2 separate regions of the Drosophila melanogaster genome follow, and region 2 is linked to region 1. A link is a contact called in public Hi-C data. All regions are on one chromosome and are shown on one strand. The core of a region is the stretch at or near the end of the contact, and the rest is flanking DNA. Distances in the headings are between cores, read along the strand shown.

The links. A called contact is a pair of places that touch in the nucleus more often than the background predicts.
Region 2: a contact with region 1 is called in a Hi-C map of the Kc167 cell line, with 2.4 times the contacts expected there. A contact is called at or near these places in 6 of 107 Hi-C or Micro-C datasets (the Kc167 cell line, cellular blastoderm embryo, embryo and 1 more).

The regions. Positions count from the first base shown.
Region 1 is chr3L:6,987,882-6,995,484 of dm6, forward strand. bin (biniou) reads left to right here and starts at 2,741. Exons shown (of 4, transcript NM_079226.3): 1 at 2,741-3,980; 2 at 4,795-5,071; 3 at 5,143-5,536; 4 at 6,066-6,566. The coding sequence starts at 2,950. The coding sequence ends at 6,394.
Region 2 is chr3L:9,036,375-9,043,977 of dm6, forward strand. It overlaps Doc1 (Dorsocross1), which reads left to right and starts at 5,001. Exons shown (of 5, transcript NM_140026.3): 1 at 5,001-5,256; 2 at 5,659-5,824; 3 at 7,014-7,281; 4 at 7,350-7,487. The coding sequence starts at 5,166. It overlaps lncRNA:CR46451 (long non-coding RNA:CR46451), which reads right to left and starts at 4,555. Exons shown (of 5, transcript NR_167838.1): 1 at 4,295-4,555; 2 at 2,503-3,637; 3 at 2,108-2,409; 4 at 1,591-2,031; 5 at 220-817.

The DNA of each region.
Region 1 (7,603 bases), core at 1,491-3,990:
ATGGCCAAGAGAAGCTGTTGACCCAGTTAAGATGCGCCTGATGCATCTGCTCACTGGTTGGGTGGGTGGGTGGTCAAAGGCATTGCATTTCTTGCTCGGACACTGGCTATTAATAATCTGGTATAAAGACAAGATGTCGTACCGGGAAATGCAAAAGTAAAATTTCATAGCAGCGAAAAACATTTACGAAATTTCTTGGCAAACATTTCTCTGAAACGGAAACTGTCAAATGTGGTCTACGAATCTTTGATCAGTATTTCGGTAAATATTCTGTGGGCAGTAAATGTAAAATCAAATTGTGGAGGGAAATTTTTGGAAAAATAAAAATATATTTATAAGAAGTCAAAATATCCAACAAATGAAATAAAAACACTATGAAACCATATTATCACCTATTTGCGCACATTTCATTAACACCATAAAATCAATGATAATAAATCATTAAGGATTTCTGGATTTCTGTAATTTACCGACATGCAAAGTCGCACATAACTTTTCCGATTCTGCGAATCCATCGCCAAACAGAGCAATTAATTAATTTGCCGCCATTTCAGGGTCTGTGAGCTATTGGTGGGGCCTGCTTAATTTATTCCTCACTCGCCGAGAAATTCCTGAGTCGGCACAAAACAAAAACAGCGTGCAAAACGAAAGAATAAAAAAAAAAAAAAATAAGAAAAAAAGCGATTAAGGAGAAGTAATAATAATCAAAAGTAAAATTAATTTATGGCCTCCAAACCGCAGAAGCCGCGGGAAAAATGGCCAAAAGTGAAAAATATCTGTATGCCCGATTGGAAATTACTAAAGACGGCGGAATTCGGAAAACCCGAATGGGCAGTTCTGGGAAATTCGCAGAAAATGGCGAGTGGGTAAGAAAAGTGGCGGATGGAATTAAAATATCTTTCAGGCCGCGTCCGCAAGACAGCCAAAAAAGAAACAAAACAAAAAAAAAAAAAATGGGAAAAGAAAATGGTAACCTAGCGAGCGGAATTTTCTCTCCTTCGATTTTCTCAATCAATGCCCGATGCCGTCGACAAATAGAATTTCGTGAAATGTAAACAAAACTCCGCCCCCGTGTGTCCCCGCCACACAGAATGTATCTGTATCTTTGTGCGCGCCCCTGTGTATCTCGTATCTTGTTTTGGGGCACCGAGCACCGAATTGAATCGTTGCCACGACGACAGCGAAGGCAAGAGCGAGCCGGCAACACGGTTAGAGCGAGAGGGAGCGAAGCAGAGCGGCGCGTCGCCATCGTCGCCGTTCAGTGGCGCAGTGAGGGGGGATCTTAATCTTAGTATTAGTTACTAGTGATTAGGTAAGAGAAATTAGAGATTGTACATGGAGATATTGGAACGATTAAAAATAAACAGTTGGAACTTAGAAAAGGAAATGAAATATATATTATGAGCTCTAAAAAGTTTTTAGTTTCTGAAATGAAAGATATTCTAGTTTTGTATGCTTTAGTACTCAAGTGAAGCATCTTTGTTTAAAAAAAATTTAATTATTTTGAATCTCAGTTTTACATAGTATGTATGTTTAACAAATTGGCTTAAAAATTCATTTATAATTCTAGCTTTATCTATGTTTATTTATTTTAACTAATAATACCCCCCCTTCGACGCCCATGTTTCCATCACCGTCACGGTCGTCTTGCTGCCAACGAGTCGGCGTAGTGCTGACAGCAATGGCGGCACTCAGCGTTGCTGCTAAACGTTCCGCTCTCCGGCGGTGTTCCGCTCCAGCCACCTACCCATCTCCCCCTGGATTCACATACCCATACCCGTACCCATTCCCATGCCCGATCTTGGTCCGGATCCGTGCCAGGCAACGACTAAATCAATTAACAGCTCGTTTCGAAATCCGAATGCCGCCAACAGCAGCAACGGCAGCTTCCTTTTTTTCCGCCGAATACGTTAATTCATTTGTGCCTAATTGCGGGGTTCGATCTTCGAGGATCTTTCTCTGTTCTTTGACTATTTATTAACTGTTGACTGGCCAGAGGGGCGGTGGCTGAAGGTAGACACTCCCAGCGGGGAGGTGCATCCAAATTCAATCCGAATTCGCATCGGAAACAATAGCGATAATGAGTCAGTAATGTGTGTGGGTTCCGTTCGCGATTTTTGGGGTCAGAATTGATTTAAATACGCTTTTGAACCAATTTTGCGACTAAACACAGATGCCATGTTTATGAAATTAGCAGTTTAGCTAACTAAAGTCGGACTGAAATGACTAAGTGCAAAATAGATCCCAATTGTAATTCAAGCCTCATCTTATGTGGTATTATTAATATAATTATTTTAAACTTTCATACTTTTCTTCATTATATATTATTTTTTAATTCAAAGAAAATTCAAGCACGCATTACATTTTATTTTCTTTGATACCATCTTATAGATCTCGATTTTCCCTTGAGTTCCGTTTGGGTTTCTTAGATACCTGGCATACTGAAGTTTCGCCATCTAAACGTACTCCAATAACCGCAGTCCCCAAGTCACAGACCTGAATTCTATATATTTTGCGTTTTGCTCCGAGAGGAAAACCCCGGGAAAACGAGCCAATTGGCGGCATTGCCCGAACCTATACATACGGTACATATGGGGAATCCGAGAGAGAAATAGAGAGAGAATCGAGCGATTTGCGTAAGGCGTGGGCGTACTAAAAAAAGAATTCCGGCCGATGGCAACTCAAGTGGATCGCATCGAATGGGATCGTGGTGCCAGTAGCGGGAGCGATATGCCATCCGTTTCAGTTGAGTGAGAATAGCCAAGCGGTGCGGTACTTTCAGTGGTTAAAGAAAATCCCACTCCGCCGGAAAGAATTGCGCGTACTTTCGATTCGAAATTATAGTGAAAATTATTTCAAAGAGAAATATTGATAAAAAAAAAACCAAAAATATTTTTAAAATATTTTTGAAACAACGCACGGTGTTTGAAACCGAAAAGCCCAGTGAAAATGATTAAAAGTGAAGAAGCCTCCGATCGTTCGGTTATGACCATGGATCAGCTGGGTGGCTACTACCACGATCCCCGCGCCCATCCCCCTTTCAGCCACCCACATGCACACTCCCACCCACATCAACACACCCACACTGGACATCCATATAGAGCTGGGAATCTGTTAACCGGTGGCAATTACCAGGCAATGGGTGGCGGAGAATCACCCACGGAGCTGATCGATGAGAAACCGAACATCGGGTATATGGAGCTAAAGCATTATATGGACGCTACGCCCACTGCCACGCCCGTTTCGGCAGCACAACATTATAGCCTAAGTGCGCTGCACAGCATGGGTACACCGCCGGCATCCTCCAGTCCCATACCACCGTACGGGGTTCTAATGACTGCCCATTCGGCTGGATCCGCTTCTCCGCAATCGAATTCGAAGACGCCCACGGATCTGCCGCAGGATTTGCAGTATGCGAGCTCCAGCACATCAACCGCCAAGGTGCAGCCATTGCAGGTGCAGCTGCAGCCACTCAACCATCAGTACGCGTCCACCATTAAGTACTGCTCCAACAACACCATACTCAGTGCGAACGACTACCAATTGCTGACCAGCCAGGAGCAGGCGGGGCAACAGCAGCCGCAGCAGTTGCCAGCCCAGCAGCTCCAGCATTCACCAGGCGGTGGCTACATGTCGCGCATTTCCACATCGCCGTCGCAGGTGATCAGCAATGCGCACGGCATGCCCGTGCTAAACTACTCCAGCTCGAGTTCCTCGCCTGCCAAGTCGCTCAACGGTTCCGAATCCTCGCCGCCCAGTCAGAATCATCTGGAGAACAAGGTTTCGGGCTCAGCGGTGGTTGGTACAGGTGGTTCCAGTCAGCAGGATGCGCCGAGCACTCCGGATACCACCAAGAAGTCTGGTACCCGGCGGCCAGAGAAACCAGCACTCAGCTATATCAATATGATTGGGCATGCGATCAAGGAATCACCAACTGGAAAGCTAACGCTCTCCGAGATCTACGCCTACTTGCAGAAGAGGTAACTATTGTAAGGCATTGATGGGGAAACAGTAACAGTTAAAAATTGAGTCTAGAAAATATCTGAAATATTGAAATGGTAACTTGCAGTTTAATAAATATCAAATAGGTACCAGGAGCAAATTCCTTTTAAAGTTCAGTACCAGTAAAGTTGCAGTATTGTTTATGTTTAGTTGTAGTTACACAGTTTTAAAGAGTAATAGTTTCTTTAAAATCGCATCGCTTTCGCTTCGATTAACACGATCTCCAGAGTGGTGGCGGCATCTCAGGCGGAGCCAATTGGCGATATCGACACTACGGCCCATACGGTTATTAATACCAGTAATACCGATCCGTATCGGTCGCTACAACTGCAAAAATGTGTCGCTGGCCCTTTTTTTGTATGGGCATCCGATTCTATTTGGCCAACTCGACTTGCGCATCCTTCAGAATGTCTCATATTTCGCGACGCTTGTTTGGATTTCGATTTCGGCGACGAGACGGAGATCCAATCCACTTGAGCGTTGAAGGGACAGAGCCGGGGCTGGTGGGGATTCCAAATGCGTGAGAGGCTTTTAAGCTGACATCGTTTGTTTGTTTGACACCACACTCTGATCCCACCGAAATAAAAAAAAAAAAAAAATTTTAATTGAGCCTCACAGGCTCAGTAAAATAAATAAACGCTTGATTATCAATTTTCGCTGGCTTTTAAGCTCCAATGCAAAAGACAAACATAATAATGTGCCCTTAAGAACATCTTGAATTCATGATATTAAGTATAAGCAGTTATGCGAGTGTTAGAAACTCAGTTGTTAAACTCATATTTATCATTGCAGCTACGAATTCTTTCGAGGACCCTACGTGGGCTGGAAGAACTCGGTGCGCCACAATCTCAGCCTGAACGAGTGCTTCAAGAAGCTGCCAAAGGGCATGGGCGTGGGCAAGCCGGGCAAGGGCAACTACTGGACCATTGACGAGAACTCGGCTCATCTCTTCGAGGACGAGGGCAGCCTGAGGCGCCGGCCGCGTGGCTATCGCTCCAAGATCAAGGTGAAGCCGTATGCCGGCCATGCCAATGGATACTACGCCAGCGGCTATGGCGATGCGGGAATGGTAAGCTCCATCGATTTCATAACAACTTAAGATCATATAATATCTATAGTACTTCTCTCTTTGCCCACCAGGACAATGGCAACTATTACGCCTCGCCTGCCTTTGCTAGCTACGATTACAGTGCAGCTGGAGCCACTGGCGTCTCGCCGGCTGGTGGTCAAGGATTCGCCGATCCCTGGAACGCCCATGCCGCCCACAGTGGCTCGTCGTCGGTGGGCGTGGGCATGGGCGTGGGTCCCCTGCCCCAGTATACGAACATATCCTGCCTGGCAGCCGGAGGCAATGTGAATGGCTCGGCTACCACGCCCCCGCTGGCCCACTCCGCACTGGGAATGGCCCCATCGGCATCATCCTCAAGTTCGCCACTGGGAGCGGCGGCGACGCTTCAAAGCGATTATGCGCCAACCGCGAGTCTCGTGGCCGCTGGCTATTCCTATGCAACAAGTGCCGGCAGCCTGGACAACGGTAAGTGAGCAGCTCGAGAAAGCGACGAGGGTTGAGCTACACAGCGAGAAATTGTGGGTGGGGTGTATACATAGATTCAAAGAAATCACAAAAATTCAAAATCATAGGGAAAAGTCCGATGTGAATATGTATCTAGTTCTATCTAAATCTGCTCTTAGGGAAGTTAAGCCCTTAATTTATTAAATTTCAAGTAGATAGATGACCCAGTATTTCTCGCAGTGCAGCCACTTGAAGGGTGCCGGGCGACTTTGTGAAGGGGGATCACAATGTTCCTGGGTGTTCGCGTCAATCAGGGTAATTTAATTGCTGACGTTTCACATCTCGAATTACGAAGGACAGTGGGCGGGGGCGGCGGGTGTAGCACCAACATATGGTAATCTATGCCGCACTCGATCGACTCCGTTTTTAACTCTCTCTCTTTTAATAGTTGCCGCCGACGTCGCGGCGCAGTGTGAATTTTAGCGCTTGTCCATAAAACGCGAACAGCCAGTTTAATCGCTTTTCCTCTCTAAATTGAATCCGTCCGTAGGCCTCCGTTCGATTTCGCTGCAGCAGCTGCCCGGATTGTCCAGCATCCAGCATGCCCAGGCTCAGGCCCAAGCACAGGCGCACCACCATCACCATCAGCACCATGCGAGCCACCCCAGCCACAGCCATCAGGGCCACGGATCCATGCACCAGAATCACGGCACATCATCCACGACGCCACCACCATCGCAGTCCGGTGGCAGCCATGGGATCGATCATTCGCCCATTGATCGCAAGCCGGCCTACCTGCCGCCCATCAGCCCGCCCCCCATGATGGTGGCTCTGAATGGGGGCGGTGGATACTACGAGGGACTCAAGTACGCCAACTAGCCATCCTCAACTTGGGATGGCGTGCATCAATATTACCTCAAAGGACACAATAATCACGTTTAATTAGGCTCTAAGTAGTGGCACAGTAAAAGTAGTTGCATAGCGCATAGAAGGGAAACTATAATATACATGAATATAAATAGAAATAAACACAAATTATTTATAAAAAGACAAACATTGCGTAGAAAGTTCAATTATTATATCTTCGGTTACTAAAATACATCCAAATTCTATAGCAATTTAAATAATATAAAGAAATTTCTTCGGTAATTAACTACATACATATTAATTAATCACACAAATTATTTTAAGTAACAATTTGAAAAGAACATATTTTCGGCGCCAATTTCCGCAGTTGCCAACCCTGATATTTTCCCATTCCGGGAGCTGCCATCCTATTTTCTAAGGATGTTGGGTGTTGCCATTTTGCTTTTAAAGGAGAATAACAAAACATTTAATTTTGAAGCTTACTGGAAATTACAATTCAAAAATTAATAAATTAGGCCGCATACAAAATTTCATCTTTAAGATGTAAGAGCTCATTAGCTAATTCTCGAACCATTTTTTGGCGCCATCTGTTGTGGGCTCAAGTAAGTTTCGAAAACAATCTTTTTGTTGCATACTTTTATATGCCTTCTAATATATATCACATAAAAGTCTTCACTTTTTTATATATATTTATTTATTTAGAAGCGATGAATCAATACAATGCAGTAACAGTAACATAACAGCGCAATTAACATATAAAAGATAAAACCAAACCTCTCACTAATCATGTGAGGACTTACAACTATGTCTCATATTTCGAGGGGGTCTTTAGGGTTGTCCAAGTGTTTTGGCGAAACCCTTCCTTTTTAATCTCCTTAGAGGCCTAGCAGGGAGTAAGCGTCTAGCAAGTATACTGTGGTGTCGTCTTAGTCTATCACTATATCTGCTGGTGTGCCTGGAGATCTGCTCTTCCACTGTATGAAGATTCAGATCACGGTGAAGGGTAGTGCCACGTACATAGTATGGGCAGTCTGTAATTGCACGCATGGCACGATTTTGCAATACCTGAATGCGGTTGTAGTTGGATTTTGCTGCAATACCCCAGATCTGTATTCCGTACAGCCAGATCGGGGCTACGCAGTGGACGTAAACTGCTCTTTTGGCTCTCAGTGTCATGGTGCTTTTTCTGTTTAACAGCCATCGAAGTTGTTGCATCCTTTG
Region 2 (7,603 bases), core at 3,751-6,250, 2.1 Mb after region 1:
AAGTATCTGGGGCCATGGAGTGCGCTACAGATTTACGCCAGGATATCAGTATCAGGTGTGAGCGGACTCCAGAAGATAGGCCCGAAGATAACCAATTATAGAACCATAAATCGAATGTGCCTTTCTCTAAGTTTCCCCGAACACAATCTATGCCGTGACAAACTTCATTAGCTGGTCGATATGCCAATTGCAAGGAGATTCAGTTTTTCAAATTCGAAATAGAGTTTTTTAAATAGAAACATTTATTACAAAAATTCACAGTATTCAAAGTATACTAGCCTCATAAAATACCTATTTAGGTGCAATTTGGAATCATTAAAAACAACTAAGTATCAGATCCTGGAAAAACATGATTGCTGAGGTCTTAGTTTTTATAATTTAACTTTTCATAACTTGTTATTTCAATATATATCAACTTTTTCATAAAATAAGTTCAGAGAAATATTTTTTTTTCTTCGGTTTAATATAGTATATAGTTAGCTTGTAATATTCAACCAGAGAAGGGTACTTAATCTCTAGATTAACTGAATCCTTATGTGAAGTGAAACAAACCGCACTACATTGCTGATATGCCCGCTGCAATGCCCTGAAATCTTGCGGACACATTCTTGGAGAATTTGTCAAAGGCAACTTGTGACTGGGCTTCATATATGCCACACACATCACGAATCTGGACGCATAAATTGCCAAACTTGGTCCAAAAGTCCGTCCTGTCCAACGAAAAATACCATTTTGGCATTTGGAGGCGTCGATGTCGCCGTCTCGAGAGCTCCAGTTTGGTCCATGCCAGACCGATCCTCATTATTTATTATGAATTCTATAAATATTAATGGATTTTTAAATGCAATTATAACAACTAATTAATAATGTGCATTTTAAGTTGCCAGCGCAGTCAGTCTGTCAGTCGAAATGCCTTTGACGTATTGGCTGCTGACGTATTTATTGCTTGTTTTCTCGCTTCAACGTTTGGTATCCATGGATCTGGTCAAAAAAACAAAGCAACAAGGTGCGCGAAAAAATTAAACGAGAATGTCTGACAGAATTTATTTTAATTAGTGCGAGTGAGCTGTGAGCGGCATGCCAAATGAGTCGATAGAAATGGGTGTACATATGTATGTATGTACATATGTACATATAATATATGTGTAGCTGGAGGCTTCGGGCATTTGGCAACTAACAACTGGCAAATGGCAAACGGCCCGGGGCAATCATAGATCATGGCTAGGTTGATCAGTGATCACAGGCTGAAAATGCCGACACAGTTGCGAAATATCTGCCTGGCAAAAGATCAACCATAGATAGCCGATCGTATCGATTACACACCGTTCGACTTCTGTTGGGTTCAGGTCAATTGCCCTCGGCTTAATGGTAATCGATATGGCATGGAAGCGATACCACTGCAGCCGTCGGGAAGCTGTATCTTAAGTAGCTATTTAATGTTCTCAGATGCCGAGTCGCTGATAAGGCGATGATGGCGTCTCCTACTGCAGATGATCGCCGCGATTATCGGTAGCCCAGAAAAGCACTTTCGGTCGCCCAAAATGCATACGAGAATGCGGCTCTCTCGCGCCGCGTGAGAAATATACATACATAAATATTATGCAGAGAAAGGGCAATCAATCCAGGCATCCCCAATCATCCATCGATCGATCCATCCATCCATCGATCCAAACATCTTAACAAATTATAAGGCCCGAGTGGCGCCCTCTTGGATCGTCGTTAAGTATCTCAACTAGTAGCCGCTAGGCAGCTACAGAAAGTGATCATCTCAACGACAGGCCATCGATCATCCATGGAATACCAAAAAGCAAAAAAAAAAAAAAACGAGAAAAATCCAAATTCAAAACCCCAGATTTTGAGATTCAACGATGCTTTATGCTGGCGTGGTAGAAAGCGTGTTGGAAAATTAAATCATCGTTGCTTGTGGTCTGGACTCCCGTCCCGTAGTTACCTTTGCCTTCCTGCCTTAATGATGCTCTCGACGCACCTTGAGCACCGGCTTAGTATCTACCAAAAACCAAGAAAAAAAACCTGGGGATAAAAAAAAAACAGTGAAGATCTCTATCAGCGGGTTAACTCGTTTAGCATTTAGTTGCAGGCGCCTAACCAGCTAACTTTATCGTGTAGTTTGCATCTTGATGCCCATGCCGTTTTCCCAGGACTATGGATTCTGGACTTGGCCACGCCCTGTCTTATTAGGCGCAGACAGTGTCGTTTATATCATTTATATTATTTTATGACATTTGCCTTTTGTCCGTGGTAAATTATGTGTAACTTGTAGTTTTGGCAGCTCACGATCATCTGATCTTTCGAGCATCCAGGCAGGTGACACACGGGTTTTCGTGGCCACGAACTGGTTAATTAGGGTTGTCCATGATTTATTGATCTGTCGAACTGGGGAAATGTAACCTGTCTCAATGATTATGGACATTTATAAGCTGATGGTCTTTTAATATATGAATATGGCTGGTCATTTTGATGGGCGGGTTATATGTTAATTACCTTTTGCCTAAGAGATTGTGTGGGTTGTTCGAGAGCTTCCGTCCACCCGTATACCCAATCCAAATCCCTTCTCCCCGGCAGCTAATCTTCTCTGGCCCAATCTTATCCAGCACGAACATATGTCGTTGTCAACCTCTGGCAGCTTGACCGCTACCGTTCAGCATCTGCAGATCCAAGGCGGCAGATAGCGGACTCACAAAGATGTCCTCTGGCCGAGGGACTTGGATCGTCTGGCGCCACTTGGCTACTTGAACCGAACAGAGTACCCAGAGCCAGCCACTTGTCGCGTCCTTCTCAGTGCTCTGAAGTACATTTGCTTTATGGAGGAAGGCGCGACGAAGGACAATAGAAAATTATTACTTCAATTGGCGACAGACGACTGTGCTCAGGTACATGCATCTTGAGCAACTAAAGACACCGCCGCCCACGGGACACTTCACACCCAGCAAGGCGAGACACACCGCAAAACGACCTGTCCTGGGAATCCTTGGAATCCAAGGAGCGTGGTCACTTTATGGGCTGTGCCGATGTCGCGTCAACTTATGTGTCTCTGTCTCGATTAGGTTTACTGTCGATCTAGTTTACCATGCACCCGCATGACGCAATTACACCTGATTTATCCGAAGGTCCACCTAGTGTATCTGAACAGAGATCTGCTTGCATCCCACTGTCTTTTGTGTGACATTTCTTTGTCGGTATTTTTGCAGGCGTGAAGCGTTACATTTTCAAATCAAATCTTTTGTTCTAACTGCTGCGATATTTGTATAAAAATATTTTACGATTCTCTGGCGCCGTTCGCTGCCAGAAATCTCCAGTCATCATCATCAGCTGGCCAAGCACCGGAGATATGCCGTCTCGTCCGGATCCGGAGTTGCAGTGGAGACTGGGACATGGGAATGGGCATTACTCGGAAGAGCGTGCCAGGGCGACAGCGAAATGCTAATTTAATAGAGGCTCTTCGACATTGACTTTCTTTCTAGTCCACTGAATGCGAACTCAAGCTTGAAATTATTTGCTGGCGACGAGTCAAGGAAATAAACGCATGTCTGTCGACAGATTTGTCTGATGAATGCACTTATGAGTTGAATCAAGTTCAAGATCAATGGCATTTGAACCAAATTGTATGTAGCTTGTCCTGAAAGAAAATCGATAGATAACTAATCAAATTCTATAATTAGTTCAACTGATTAAAGTAGTAATTAAAGTAAAAGTAATAGTACTAAAAATCGCAAATAAATCTTCACAGAGTTATTGTTTCTATTTTATCCAAATACAAAAATTTGTTCAGACCACAAGAAATAAGGGAAATGATAAAGAACCATTTAAAAATTAAGTTCTATAAAAATGGTGTTTCAAATAAATTGGATTTAAGTTATTCCTTTTTCTTTAAATTACAAATCATTGCATGTTTTCAATTTGCGTTGATGAATAAGTTAAGTTAAGTAAGTAAGTAAGTCTTAATATATTTTAGAATAATATAGCTATTCGTTAACGTATTTCAGTCCAATGTGTTTTAAATGATCAATGGCTCACTAAGTATCAATTATAATACTTCCTGTGAATATAGGAATGTGCATTTCAATCTACTTCCACCCGCAGGCACTTAAGCCCTCAATTTCCAATGCTGACAAGCACTAATCAATAGGCCCTCGAGCCAGAGCCCAAAAACTATATGAATTTCGATTTTCCATTTCTCAGTTTTTTTTTTTTTTGGGCAAATCAATAGCGAGGGCATAGCATATCGAAATTCCAAAACGGGCAATTAACAAAGCCAACAAAATTTATGTTTCACCTGTCTGCAGCAAAGTACATAAATACCCGAGAAATGCCAGACAATGTCGAAGATAGGGAACCCAGCTAATTACACGGGGGCATGGCAAACGACGGAGGGACAGCGCCCAAACGGAAGACGGCTGCAATGGAAATGGCAACGGACATTTTCCGACAGCGCCAAAACCAACAAAAAAACATAAAAACGAAACAGACACACAAGAAAAAAAAAGAATAAACCGAGAGGAGAAGAAAAGGCAACGGCAGCTGAAGACAGCAGACAGGCGCGCTGTGGAAAATCTCACTTCTGAATTACAAGCAACGCCATAGCCCGGCTAAATCCACATCCATATACATACATGCATACATATATCCAAGTCTCCTAACTGACAGTGATCGAGAGGGAGACAGGGAATGCGGCTTGAAGGCAGTGGCGCAGAAAAACACTGCGGCTGATGAAAATCAACAGGGCTAAGCGTTAACTTCGCCACTCGGCTGCACGCAGTTCGCTTTTCCCGCTCCTCCGCTGCTCACAAAATGGCGCCCACCGTCGATCCACCGATCTTCGCCAGAGTGGGACAACACTAGTACCCACATAGCGTAGGCGTCTTCCGCCAGCCAATCACAGGCGCTGCCCACGGAGAACCGGTTTTCCAAGCGTAGCTGCTACCTGCTTGGCATCGGGAAAAACTGGCTGCGACCCACGGCGAGTTAGCACTCGAGCGGAGCTACTCGAGATCAGTTCGTTGCGAAACGTCGAGCGTGAAAGAACCTCAGAGCGCATCTTCAGTTACGAGCGAGTGAATAACAGTGAAGAATTCCAAACTACCAGTTATTATCAGAACGTACTAAGACATTTTACCAAGTGCTATACACCGTGCAAGTGCTTCGAAATGCTTTCCATGCAAGAGCTAATGGATATGCGGATGCAGCAGCAGCTGGCCCACGAGATCTACCGCCAGCAGATCATGCAGCGGATTCCAGGTGCGTTTCTAGACATAAGGTCTATGGGTGTTGATCGAATGCCGTCGGCAAATGGTTTCGCGATTTTCAAACTAAAAAATATGAGAAAATATATGCAACCCAAAAGAGCGTACTTAAAAGTGTTTTAATATTGTGATTATTATTAGTGCTTCGGATTTTATGAGCAATAAATATTCTACTTCAATTTAACTTATCATTATAACTAGAAATTGTGGTCATAACTGCATTGCCTTTATTTTCAATCTTTGATTGAACATATCTTAATAGGTATTATATTCCGATAAAATACAATAGATAGCGAAATTCCAGCTAACTTAGAAATATGATTTCTGCAACACCCACCTCCCTGAAGAGGTCCATTGCAAACCCATGCTAATGAACTAACCAAACCGCTTCTTCCAGATCCCTTTCCATCGATGTTACCTTTCAACATGCCCCACCAGCAGCCGCACATGATGCTGCCCAGTCGTCCCACCCTGCCCGGCGTGGAGGCCAAGTTGGAGAACAACGATTTGTGGCAACAGTTCCATAAAATCGGCACCGAGATGATCATCACAAAGAGCGGCCGGTAAGTTTCATTTTCCCGCGAACCCATTATCCTATGCAAATAGCCCGAGTTTTTCCAAAAGTCAAGTGCGTCGCACGGCCTATGTAAATATTTGCTCCTGTACCAGGGCCAACTTTCCCAATTCCTATCTCATACGAGTACGAGTATGCCTATACCCTGAACCTTTCGATTTCCCGGGCCTAATGTGGCGCCTGGCCATAACTCAAAACGCAGCAGGAGCTCTCGCTCGGAGTGACAACAAGTGCAGTGTAGTCGGCGGAGGAGAACACAAGAGCAAGACGCCGCCCTGGCGCCGGTCCGATCATAAAAATCTTTCTTCTCTCGGTTTCGGCGTTGACAATCGGGTTTGGTCGATCTACCTGCGCTTTTCACACTTTGCCCACAATACCACCATACCATACCATACCATACCATTCCATGCCCTGTCCGTGACCCTTCTCCAAAGCGATGAGACCAGACCCTAGCGTATCTCAGATAGGGGAACTATCGAACAGCGACTACCGAGCGGGAGCCGAGACAAATTTACATAATTATGATCTGAACTCGAAGTTTAAGTTGCAAATGTACACGGAAAGAAATCGTGCAACTACAAGCATTATTTTTGGCCAAGGCTTAGAATATGGCTGGGCATCATAGAAATCAAGAGATCTTGAACATAAATATATATTTGTTATATATATATATATTTCGTAATATTTTATTGAAAATGATTAATATCCAGTAGAAATATTATTTTTCTGTGCTGTTTAATCCGCGATAACAGTCACTTTCTCGGCTCATTAGACATGCATTCGACGCTTGGAAGCCGTTAGGGCGACTCCCAGATTTTGTCTAATTGCTTGGCGCCAGATTGCCCCAGCTCCTCCAGCACTCTGTTGCTCCCCGTGCTCCTCCATGAACCAACGATCCACACAATTAATCATGTGCCGTTGGCATATTGTTTTGGGCTGGCAAGATCTGTTTGCGTTACCTTTTAAATCGATGCGTTGCGCTACGCAGACTCCCCGCTGCCCTCTACTTTTCGGTCCATAATTACACACTTGTTAGCCGGGGCAACAAATCACAGGCGATATGAAGTAAAATAGAATAGATGCCCGGGCGACGCCTTCTTTTGCGATGCTCCTTCCCTGATTTATATGCAGTTCGTGGCAGGCCACTTAATCAAGTCCTATTCTTTTCATCCTTACAGACGCATGTTCCCCTCGATGCGAGTTTCCCTCAGCGGACTGGAGGAGGAGGCCAGCTATTGCGTACTCCTCGAGATGGTGCCCATTGGCGATTGCCGCTACAAGTTCTCCGGTTCCCAGTGGGTTCCGGCCGGAGGAGCCGAGCCCCAGAGTCCGCAGCGCATGTATCTGCATCCGGACAGTCCGGCGACCGGTGCCCATTGGCAATCCCAGGCATTGCTCTTCAACAAGGTCAAACTGACCAACAATACACTGGACAGCAGCGGACATGTAAGTTTGAGTGAGCTCATAGTGTATCTTTTGAATGGGTTACTTATAGTTTCCATTAACATTTCCAGATCGTTTTGGCCAGCATGCATAAGTACCAGCCACGCCTGCACATCATCCGCAGCAGCGAGCTCACCCAACTTCCATGGGCTCCTCAGCAGGCGTTCGTTTTCCCGGAGACGGAGTTCGTAGCTGTCACAGCCTATCAGGTGGGTTAAAGACAACATCCTTTCCGTCCTCCATTGAGGACATGTCTGACAGGACAAAGACTCTGCGGGGGTCGTCGCCTAATTGAGGCATTTTCAAATTTGTCGCCTAGCCAGCC